Linked DNA regions of Mus musculus: regions 2, 3 and 4 are each linked to region 1. A link is a contact called in public Hi-C and HiChIP or PLAC-seq data. All regions are on one chromosome and are shown on one strand. Each heading gives the region's core, a stretch centred on a gene start, on an enhancer-like site or on the middle of the called end of the contact. The rest is flanking DNA. Distances are from core to core; before and after follow the strand shown.

Evidence for each region. A called contact is a pair of places that touch in the nucleus more often than the background predicts. HiChIP or PLAC-seq counts read pairs in DNA pulled down with a chosen protein or histone mark.
Region 2: a contact with region 1 is called in a Hi-C map of muscle stem cells, with 2.4 times the contacts expected there. The contact joins the enhancer-like site here to the promoter of Cyp2u1 in region 1. A contact is called at or near these places in 4 of 39 promoter capture datasets (the SN4741 cell line, embryonic stem cells, hematopoietic stem and progenitor cells and 1 more), 2 of 484 Hi-C or Micro-C datasets (muscle stem cells and palatal mesenchyme), 7 of 115 datasets of contacts at active chromatin or transcription factors (the NIH/3T3 cell line, SST interneurons, bone marrow-derived macrophages and 4 more) and 3 of 9 other capture datasets (embryonic stem cells, liver and pancreatic islet).
Region 3: an H3K4me3 HiChIP or PLAC-seq map of bone marrow-derived macrophages shows a contact between it and region 1, with 3 times the contacts expected there. The contact joins the enhancer-like site here to the promoter of Cyp2u1 in region 1. A contact is called at or near these places in 1 of 39 promoter capture datasets (neural stem cells), 1 of 15 datasets of contacts at CTCF or cohesin (the NIH/3T3 cell line), 2 of 484 Hi-C or Micro-C datasets (nephron progenitors and primitive type A spermatogonia), 4 of 115 datasets of contacts at active chromatin or transcription factors (the NIH/3T3 cell line, bone marrow-derived macrophages, microglia and 1 more) and 2 of 9 other capture datasets (adipose tissue and liver).
Region 4: an H3K4me3 HiChIP or PLAC-seq map of intestinal villus epithelium shows a contact between it and region 1, with 5 read pairs. The contact joins the enhancer-like site here to the promoter of Cyp2u1 in region 1. A contact is called at or near these places in 5 of 39 promoter capture datasets (the 3T3-L1 cell line, embryonic stem cells, liver and 2 more), 2 of 115 datasets of contacts at active chromatin or transcription factors (embryonic hindbrain and intestinal villus epithelium) and 1 of 9 other capture datasets (liver).

What each region holds. Positions count from the first base shown.
Region 1 is chr3:131,301,929-131,304,628 of GRCm38.p6, reverse strand. It overlaps Cyp2u1 (cytochrome P450, family 2, subfamily u, polypeptide 1), which reads left to right and starts at 1,402. Exons shown (of 5, transcript NM_027816.3): 1 at 1,402-1,949. The coding sequence starts at 1,502.
Region 2 is chr3:131,594,258-131,597,008 of GRCm38.p6, reverse strand. All of the region lies in intron 5 of Papss1 (3'-phosphoadenosine 5'-phosphosulfate synthase 1), which reads right to left. Among named protein-coding and RNA genes, the nearest start is that of Gm36917, 8.0 kb to the right of the region's middle. Within about 2 kb of position 1,323, at least 22 of the 459 cell types and tissues checked have an H3K27ac peak or open chromatin away from gene starts, as enhancers often do. A contact at or near this core is called in muscle stem cells, where this site is marked.
Region 3 is chr3:131,641,815-131,644,540 of GRCm38.p6, reverse strand. Papss1 (3'-phosphoadenosine 5'-phosphosulfate synthase 1) reads right to left here. Exons shown (of 12, transcript NM_011863.2): 12 at 870-1,577. The coding sequence ends at 1,439. Among named protein-coding and RNA genes, the nearest start is that of Gm36917, 56 kb to the right of the region's middle. Within about 2 kb of position 1,415, at least 58 of the 459 cell types and tissues checked have an H3K27ac peak or open chromatin away from gene starts, as enhancers often do. A contact at or near this core is called in bone marrow-derived macrophages and microglia, where this site is marked.
Region 4 is chr3:130,831,926-130,834,625 of GRCm38.p6, reverse strand. No RefSeq gene overlaps it. Among named protein-coding and RNA genes, the nearest start is that of Gm36520, 19 kb to the left of the region's middle. Within about 2 kb of position 1,300, at least 20 of the 459 cell types and tissues checked have an H3K27ac peak or open chromatin away from gene starts, as enhancers often do. A contact at or near this core is called in intestinal villus epithelium, where this site is marked.

The DNA of each region.
Region 1 (2,700 bases), core at 153-2,652:
TTTGCAGAGAATATTTCAAAGAGGGGGCACGCGGCAGCAGTCTGGGTGTTTGGTGGCAGGGAAGAGGCAGAAGATAAGACAAATGGGTCGGATAGATTCCTGCTGTGCCATGAAAAAGGGGGACTAAACAGCTTAAGATAATTTGTGAATTGAGCTCACCCGATAGTAGTGGGTTAGAGAATGGCATAAAGAGAAGGAAATGCCGTATTGGAGACTGCATCTGCCAACAAGCAGCTGGAAAGTGTATGTGTGCTCTGGGGAGAGTACAGTACTCCTGTGATCGCACCCAACAGTGGAAGCGTAAACAGGGGGCTTCCAATTAAGGCTGGACTGTGAGTTACAGGAGCGGCCAGTTGCAAGACAGTAACAAGATAATAATGAACATCTTAATGTCTTATACTCGGAAATCTTGTTTAAAGTCACACAAGAAAAGGAATCTGATAAGGGTTAATTACTGGAAATGTGACAGGGGCTTTTGTAGTTTGTGGAGGGGAGAAGGAAGAATGTATTTGTGTACTTTACTAACTACGGCAAAAGCAGTAGAGAACAGTAGATATTTTTTAAAAACCCACATAATAGGAAAAGAAGTCACCACCCTTCAAGCTTTGGTCATATTTATAACGCACCATAGTGTTCAAATTCTGTGTGGTGTGTGCGTGTGTTTGTTGGGAGGGAGTGATCTAACACAGGAACCAAACGTGGATCACAGGTGAAGCACTTCCCTACCACAAGCATGGGCTAGAATTTGACCCCCTCCCCCAGCATGGTAGTATATGTCTTTAATATGTGAATTCTGGAGGCAGATGTAGGTGGATCTCTGAATTGGTAGCCAAACTGGTCTACATAAGGAGTTCTAGGCTATCAAGATTCAAATAAAAGTAGAAAATAGAAATAAGAATAGAAAAATTAAAATAGAAAAAAAAGGGGGGGGGGCATCGACAATTCTAGGGAGAGTCTAACCGAGAGAAACCACAACATCTGGCCTGTAAATGACAGGAAGGTAAAGCACTCTGGAGCCATCCCCAGATGTTGGAATATCCACACATCACATTGTTGGATACTAGCTCAGCATTTCAGGTCTTGTCTAAGGCTAATTAATAAAGCAGTCACCCAGCCCGGGTTCTCTGAGTGTTTTGATATAGTCAGGCCATATGCAGAAACCCACAGAAAGCTCACACCCCCTGGAGGAGCCTGCTGCTGCTAGTGCACTAAACTGGCAAAACAAACAAACAAACAAACAAACAAACAAACAAAACCCCACTCAGGACAGCTCAGCTGTGCTGCGAGAGACCACTCGTCACCACCAGCCGTCCCGTAGGACGTCCCGCCCCCACCTTATGCAGGAGCAGCTGACTGGAGGATCCCGAGAGGGGCACGCGGCGCAGCCAATCGGAAGGGCGTGCCTTGCCCTGCCTCGCGGTTGACCTTGAGTCATGTAGCCGGCTACTGTCGCGGTGCCGGCGCGTCTGCAGCGGAGCTAGATGCAGGCGGTACCTGGGACATGTCCTCGCTCGGGGACCAGCGTCCCGCGGCAGGGGAGCAGCCGGGAGCTAGACTGCACGTGCGGGCGACAGGAGGCGCGCTGCTACTTTGCCTGCTGGCGGTGCTGCTAGGCTGGGTTTGGCTGCGGCGGCAACGCGCCTGCGGCATCCCTCCGGGGCCCAAGCCTCGGCCACTCGTGGGTAACTTCGGGCACTTGCTGGTGCCGCGCTTTCTACGACCGCAGTTCTGGCTGGGCTCGGGCAGCCAGACGGACACGGTGGGCCAGCATGTGTACCTGGCCAGGATGGCCCGTGTCTATGGCAACATCTTCAGCTTCTTCATCGGCCACCGTCTGGTGGTGGTCCTCAGCGACTTCCACAGCGTGCGCGAGGCGCTAGTGCAGCAGGCTGAAGTGTTCAGTGACCGCCCGCGGATGCCGCTCATCTCCATCATGACCAAGGAGAAGGGTGAGCGCGCCGCGGGCTCAGGATCCCCAGGCGGCAGGACCTGCGTCATGACCAGCATAGGGGATAGAGGACGGAGGCGTGGCTTTCTAGTGTGCGATTAAAGTGGGAGACACACTGGAAAGTGAGGGAGGTGTGGGCACCAAACTGTAAAATAAGGACCACCCACCCCGGAAGCCTTCCTTTGTCCCAAGTGAGGCCTTCTCACGCATAGGTCTGATCTCAACGTTTCTAAACATTGGCTGTGTTAGGAAAAGGGGGAGGGGGATTCATTTCACCGAGTATCATTCAGTTGCAAAAGTATAAGAAGATATTTTTTTCCCCCTTAGGAATGGCCAGAATCCAAGCTAGGAGACTGGTGAACCGGATGTGTTCATAGCCTCTAATATTTTGGCAAAGAATGTGGCTGCTCCCCGCGGGTGACTAAAGAACTTGCCTGAGGTTAAATTTAAGAGAAAGTGACTAATTTTTTTGAGAGAATATTTCAAGATAGCCAGTCTGTTCCCAGAGCCCGTGTATATCTCCCTCGGCAGACACAGGGTCTCGATCTCCTATTCTCCAGCCACCTGTCAATCCTGTGTTCTGTCTTCAGACACTGAAGTACAAGACTGAATCCATTGTGGGTGGCATATATATGCTTCGGTTCAGGAGAGTGGCCCCCTGACTTCATACTTTGATATCCCCTCCCTCACCCCATTTCTAATTTTGCCTTGGAAACTCCCCATGTAAGGCCTCAGAAAGCTCTGGAATTGGA
Region 2 (2,751 bases), core at 74-2,573, 290 kb before region 1:
GTGACAGAAGAAAAGAAGATATGAACATTCTTTACCTAAGAATCTGCGATCTGTGCCCCAATTCTAAATCCACAGCCTGGAGCGGGCTTCCTCACCACACGGTGCCTCTATTCCCCAACCACTTAAAAAAGATCAGACACACGCTCTCTAGGGCTGTTGTGAGAACGAGGTGGCATGGTGTCTGAACTGAGACGCTAGCCTTTACAGGGATACATACTGCCCTAAAGGCTTCCCATAGACTTGTTCATTTGTCCTGAGACCTGCCTATCAAGGCGTGAGAAGCCATCACTGTCTGCCCCTCTACAAATGAGGGCTCTAAGGCTGGAGACATTAGCAAATGCACACTGTACGCCTTCCAGCGCACTTAGCACACCGGTAATAAATGAGATGGTGATGGCGATACTCCCTGTGTCTGTACATGCTAGGGTCTGGCTTTAGCTCCTCACGTCAGTCCATTCGCTCACAGAATTCACAGTAACCTCCAAAGCAGGTACTATTTCTAATGACTAATTTAAAAATGATGCCAGAAATAAAGTCATTTCTCCAAGGCCAAAAAAAAAAAAAAATCAATTGATAGGTGTTAGAGTTGGAACTCCAACTCCAAAATTATCCTTTAGATTTCCCCCATTAAAAACTAAGCTATGAAACTTTACCAAATGCCTTGTTATAATTTATTTTCAAAAATAAATTCTGTTAAGCATTAATAAGTCTAAGGGTTTCTAGTTTATGTAAAATCTTTCAGCGCACTGATAATGTTCTTCACAAAAAAGCTTGTCAGCACTTCCGTTTGGCCTGGAAAAGTTCTCTTGATGAGATATGAACAGCTGTAAACCTACTTCTTCAAGCCCTCTTACAGTGCGCGTACAGAGAGCCTCCCTCCTCTGCCATGGCCTTGGAGCTCTTGGCACTTGGAAGATCAGAGTATACGGTGTGGGAAGAAATGCCGTGGGGTGTCCACAAAGCCAGTCTCAGCCCCACCCTGGGAAGAGCCACTCTCCAGTTGCTTGTTTTGCCATTTCTTTGCTGTATTACACGGTGGAAGGGTTGGGGAGGGCACCTGGGGCGGGGGGTTACTGAAACTCTCCCTTCTCCCACATTTATTGGTGGATAGCTGTCAACAATCTAGAGAGGTCAGAAGAGAGGCACTTAGTAAGCGTCCTTCCAACTCCATCTGATACAATGCGTATCTAATAAGTATTCTAATTTCTAGCTGGTTTCCTCTGCCAAGATGCAGCTCCCAAAAACCAATGACTCACGGCAGTAGGGCCGGCCCACTGCGATGTTCCAAGCCCATGGCTGAAGCTGTTGGAGTAGTACTCTTTCCTCAAATAGGGGCAAGCCCTGTCTCTTCAGAAACACAACGGAGGGTCACCTGACTCTGCTTGCCTGAGCACAGCAAGATCTTGCAAAGGAGCCAGTGTTGCTACAACTAAAAGGCTCCTTCGACCAGACCACATCAGCCCACAGACACACAAATGATCTGTGGAGAAAGCTGCGTGTCTCCAAGGTGACTAGGGAGAGGCAGAGATAACACCAGTGACTCCAAACGATCTCAGAAAGGAATTCAGTCGCAAGCACTGTGCTTCATACATACATACGCGAGTTTAGTCATATGTGCCTTCAAATGTCAACATGGAGGCGATAGTTATGTTTTCAAAATCAAGCCGCCGGAAAATATTTTTATTTTTCGACCGAAGTAATTTTTCATCACATGCATTCAACAAAATTCTTCCCTTTGCAGGTTCATATCTAACGATATTTTAAATGGATTTTAGCCTTACAATGTGGTATATATACATTTCTTCTGGAGGAGAACCAATGCTAAATATAAGATCAAGAGTTTGCTTCTGCTGGAGAGATGGCTCGGTGGGTAAGAGCACTGACTACTCTTCTAAAGGTCCTGAGTTCAAATCCCAGCAACCACGTGGTGGCTCACAACCGTCTGTAATGAGATCTGACGCCCTCTGCTGGTGCGTATGAAGTCAGCGACAGTGTCCTTATGTATAATAATAAATAAATCTTTAAAAACAAAAAAGAGTTTGCTTCCGTTTTCTTCTGAAAAGATGAAGCAAATGCTTCTGGAATGAATACAAACACCATGAGCAAGGGGGAGCACTCCAGGGGAGCACCAAACACCTGCTCCTGAGCACTGGGGAGCACTCCAGGGGAGCACCAAGCACCTGCTCCTGAGCACTGGGGAGCACTCCAGGGGAGCACCAAGCACCTGCTCCTGAGCACTGGGGAGCACTCCAGGGGAGCACCAAGCACCTGCTCCGTGGAGGCGAGCCCTACAAAGTCTGTGTAGAGCCGAGGCAACTACTTAACAGAAGTACAAAGTGAACCTTAAAAGTGCAGACACAGGGCTGGAGAGCCGGCTCGGCGGCTCAGAGCCCTGGCTGCTCTTCCACAGGATCTGGATTCAATCCGCAGCATCCACATGGCGGGTCACAGCCATCTGTAGCTGCAGTTTCAGGGGATCCGATGCCGCCTTCTGGTCTCTGCAGGCACGAGGCACACACATGGTGCACAGACAGAGTTGCAGACAAAACACCCATACACATATTTTTTTTTTTTTATTTTAAATGCAGACACAGCCAGTTTCTACCACATTCTAATCCAAACCTCTGTCTCTAAAACCAGCACTAAACACCCAAAAGGACTGATACTCGCTCGAAGTGAGACTGGCTACCTAAGGGACAGAACGTGGAGTCCCTGCCACATGAATTGACTGTTTTATTTAGGATTCCTTAG
Region 3 (2,726 bases), core at 166-2,665, 340 kb before region 1:
TCGGTGTGAACTTCTCTAAGGGAGTTCAGGATATACCAAAGTGTAAGTATTGGCTGCGCAAGGGACAGCCACTGTTAATTAGCTTAGCACAAACCAGAGGGGCCATTTTGGTGGCTCTCAAAATACACCTCAAAAGGCTACTGAACCCCCCTCAGTTTTTTTCTTTGATTAGTGAGATTAAAGGGTGGCTCTGAAGGTGTCTTTGACAGTGTTATAATCTAATGAGATAAAACCAGAAGCCAGTAGGTTTGTGCAAGGGTTCTGGTACAAGTCCTTTACCAATAAACCAGTTTCCTGGTGGAATTCCTAGAAAACTCTAGGTTTGAGGCGAAAGGGGCAGGGGTTCAGTAGTTCTCCCCGTGCTGGGATTCTTGCTTCTCTTGCCGGCAAGAGGCTTCAGTCAGATTCCGGGGTGAAGGGCTCCTCCTTTCATGCTCCCAGCAGTTTCCCTGTCCTAGTCTGCCTCCCAACCACAGCCTGAATGATCAAAACAAACAAAGCACAGGAGCACACATCCGTCCATGGGGATGGAACAGGGAAAGCAGGAGCAGCCTTCTCGACTTCCACGGAGGCGACAGCTTTCAAAGCAGTGACTCTCCCTTACCATCCCGATCTTGGTGTTTGAGAATATTGGAGAGGTATGTTGCAGAACTGAGATTTCAGATGGACTGGGGATCCCTTCTTAATTTTCTCACTTGTAATTATGGAGCACAGGTTCTTGCTACACAGAACTTCAGCAAACATCAAGGTACTGGGAGCTGGGTACCAGACCCAGAAGTTAAAGATGCTTTCATAATCCACCTCTGCCAGGAATTCTTCGCATTGAAATTTTTTCACAACCAAGGGGGCATATGCACACAAACCATAAATAAGTCAAAAAATTAATTTTATTGAATCAAGGCATTCATTCAGTACTTAACACAGATTGCAAGAGAACCTCAACACGTAGGGCTGCAAGGGAGAGGGGGAGCAGTTTACATTTTTAATGTAAAATAAAAACCCTAATTGCTACAGATAGTTTATAAAATTTGTAAAATTCCCCAAACAAGGTCTAGCCAACTTTATTGTTTAGTGATTTTTTCCCCCTTACTTAAAGAATGAAAAGCTAGATGATGTGTGTATTACTGGTTATAACTAATAAATCAGCTTGGAAAAATTGTAAGACAGAAGCATAAATACAATATAAAAAGGCGAGATTTTTAAAATCGTATTATAAGAATATTAACAATAAGTGGAAAAGATACATTAGAGCCAGCGTGGTGTTACACTAGTTTGAAACAGAACTGAAAGACAGACCAAAACCAATGCACGCGGAGGGAAACGGCCTGATTTCAGGAAGTGTGTCCAGTCAGACAACCGCAGAGAAGGGCTGTCGGTGGCTGCGTGGTCCCCTCTGTTACTCAGCCATGCGTCCCAGGCAGAGTGCCCAGCTCAGCAGTTAGGCTTTCTCTAAGGACTTGTAGTACTCTACCAGCACAGTCCAGGCCTTGGGGGCCATGAAGCCCTCTGGAGGTTTCTGGCCTTCGCGTGCCAGCTTGCGCATCCTCGTTCCTGAAATAAACTCGAAGTCTTCGTGGCTGAAAGAGAAAAAGGCCAGTTACTTCACTATTTTACAAAGCTAACAGGAAACCACAAGGGGAATTTGTCCCTTCAGTTCATGTTGGGTGACTAGACCAGTGAGAAAAAGCATCGCTTAGGTCTAATGTGTCACTGAGCTAAACCACCGCACAATTCTTCAGCTTTAGAGCTAGGAAAAACGGACAAACAGAAACTGAAATTATTGAGATCAATTAATGTTTTACAACATCCTTCCCAGCAGGGACATCCTGCGCAGCATGGCGGGCGCACTATTTGTCACAGAGAGGAAATGGACGGAAAGGAGCAGCCATGACTCTCAGGCCTACCTGGCTGCCCTTCTCTCTTCTTTTCTCTTAGGTTCAGAGAATTGCCACTGCACAGTCACAGGGCAGGTCCCAAGCCTGCTGGGAACCTCTGGTGCCCTTTCCTGGTCACACCCTATCTTCCTGTCTTGCTCACCTCTTCCCTCGCCCCTGGGAATGCTAAATTAGAATTAGCATTTCTTCTAAGATTTATGTATTTAATGTACAGTGTGAGCACCTGAGTACATCTGCATGCACCACATACACACTGTGCCTGCCAAGGCCTGAAGATAACACTGCAGCCCGAGAATCAGAGCTGCAGGTGGTTGCTATGGCTGATGGGAACAAACTCAGGCCCTCTGGAAGAGCAGCCAGTGCTCAGAACCACTGAGCCATCTCTCCAGCCCTGGATTCATTTACTATCTATTCTTAAGAAACACAAGGTGGAATCTGCCTAGTGCAGAGGTAACATTTTAGAAAGCTATAATCTGAAAGTCTGAATGCCTCTGGGATACGGCGCAACACACACGGTAACAACCAACACTGTCCCTTCGATGAGGTACCAAAGGGAAAATAGACATCCTTGTCTTTTAAAACACATGAAAGCCTTTTAGGCCATAAACACGGAGCATCTACAGTTACAGCACGTGCTGCTCACCTATAATTTACCTGCTTCCGTCAAACATGGAACCAACTTAGAAAGCTGGTTAGGTCCAGAGAGAGCTCCAGGTCTCTTTCATTACCACCTCTTAAGTCATCTAGTGCCTGCTCCGATTAGAATATTACCACAGGCATCGAATAAAATATCTAAGATGTAATTAGCAGTTATAATGAAGTTACAAATAA
Region 4 (2,700 bases), core at 51-2,550, 470 kb after region 1:
CTATATCTTTATATCAGCTATGCCCATATCATATCTGTCTGTCTGTCTGCATGTCTGTCTGTCTGTCTGTCTGTCTCTTCCTATTGGTTCTTTTCTCTGGTCAACACTCACTAATACAAAGGTACTCTGGTTGCTAAGTTTTCAACTTGGTCATGATGGTTGTTGTTTATGTACAGGGTCATACCCCCAGTCCAACCCTACAAAAGCCTGGGAATTAGAAGTATATAGATATTCAGTGAACACTAAATAAAGGGAAATATAAGTACACTAATAAGAAGAATGAAAATCCTAAGGAACAGCAGGCTAGGAAGCAACCCCCAGACCTGCCCTCCCCACCATGCCATTACTGGGTGATCTAGAATTGACTTTAATCTCACTTCATAAACAGTACTTTTCCTAATTATAAAGCGATGCATGTGAACATTTACGGGAAAAAGAATAAGAAGGAAACTTGAAACGTCATATGTATAATCCCACAGACCCCTGACATAATTACAGCATGTTTATTCACTTTCTCTTGTACCTTCAATTTCATGTTTTAGAATTAGACAATTTTTATGCCCCTCGCCTATGAACTCTGTAGCAAAGCTCTTTTAACTCTTCCTTCCTCATAAGACTCAGGGGACGCAGGATCCTCCTGGTGGGAGGAACAGAGAGGAGGAGGTCACTGTCTACAAGACCCGGTGTTGTTGGGCCATGCTTGGCAGAACAGAGCTCTGGGCTACAGTTAATGACGCATTCAGGGGGAGGGCCATCTGCTAATAAAAAAGAAATGCACACACACACTGAGGCTTTTCAGGGGACTATGGGACATGAAAAACAGTGTGATCTGTAGAGAACCAAGGTGACCAAGACTGTGACAAAGTTCAGCAGAGTCGCATAAGCCTGCCACAGCCTAACCAATAAGATGCCCCCAGAAGGTAATGCCAGGGATTAGGAGGTCTTCCACACAAAGGAGGTGCTTTCAGGCTCAGTGGGCTGATGTGTCTGCCGGATGGCATATGCTTTCGTTATTCCAGGAAATGAAAATGGACTTTTGGTGAAAGACCAACAAAAATCTTTGTAAGAATAAAGACAGGATAGTGAATACAAAGGCTTGGAGTTGGGGGAGGGAAACGGGGAGCTTGAGGAAGGGACTGTTTAATGTTTGTTGAGCAAAATTAAACTCTTTAAACCTGTGCCAAGCTAATTTAGTAATAGGAGGCTTTGTGCTTGTAACTCACGTAATCTCTATGGTGTCTGTACTTTGAGATTCCTCGCACTGTCGCATGAACAGTTTGTGCACCTGAATTGATCGCATGCTCTTGTTCAGTGGCTGCAGGGTGGAAGGGTGTGACTGGGGGAGAGAATGGGGAAAGGTCAGAAGTCCACGGAGCAGCCTGCTTGAAAAACACGTCCGCACTGAGAGAGGCAATGAAGGTTGGCTGGTGCTTCCTGCTAGAAGGTTGTTCCAAAGGACTTCATCTTACCGCACCCCTCCCATCTGCTGAAGTTGCCCCTGCTCTGAGGACATGGCTTTATCTTGCTTCGAGTGGCTTCTCAAAGCACACTGGAGTGTCACGTGTAGGATTACATTTTTTTTTTCTGAAGCAGCAGAGGACAAGTGTGGTCCTGCCACCACTGTGAAACTTCAGATGGTCTCCAGACACTCAACTTACTACAGCTATCAGGAGGAGACAATAGGATTCCAAAGGAATTACAGTCTTTACTGCAAATCTGGACAAGAAGAGAGATAACACCATCTTGTCCATTTAAACTTAAGCAGGCTGAACTCTAAACACAAGGAGAGAATCGAGGTAGGGAAACTTAGCTCCATGGGACCTAGCGAGTAACAGAAGCAAACAAGCTGAGGCAAAGTCATCAGACGTTAAATATGTCGACGTTTAATGCAGGAAGCTGGCTGTAGTGGTACACATCTCTAATCCCAGCACTCATCAGGCAGAGGCAGATGGATCTCTGTGAGTTTGAGGCCAGCCTGGTCTACAGAGTGAGTTCTAGGACAGCCAGATCTACATAGTGAGACCCTGTCTCAATCAATCAATCAATCAATCAATCAATCAATCAATTTTAATGTGTCAGGCTAGTCAGAAACAATAGGTGGCTATAACCATGTAGTCGAGCTGATTCTTTGCCAGTCACTGTCCTATCTATTCTGTCTTCTACACCCCAGTGCCCCTGAAATCCTAATAAGGTAATAAAAATATATGTGTATTCCTATGGATAATTAAGCATTGTGCTGTATAGTCTTCTTGCTTAGATTCTCTTTATCCTGTACTTTGTGTGTTGTGTATGCATATATATATATTTGATATATGATATAAATATATGTAAAGTATCTTTAAGAGTCAGTTTGTTTGTTATAAAAGAAATCAGCATTAATCTGGCCAAACTCTTTGCGTCTATGTTGCGGAATATCTCCGCTCTTGCCACACAATACGTGTCCCATTGGAACACACTGCCTGTACTCATCCTCTGAGTTTATTTCAAATAATGCTTACTTGCTTTTAGTAAGTCATAACACACAATTAAGTGCTCATCACTGCTTAACGAAAGAGTCATCTTTTCCATTTCACCAGATCCTGCCCAGCTTCTAGCTTGATCTGCTCAAAGCAAAAGTAATTCATGACCACCAATGCATGATCAGCCATCCGTGAGCTACTACTCCATGGCTCAGAAGTCACCTCCACTCGCCTCGTGTCC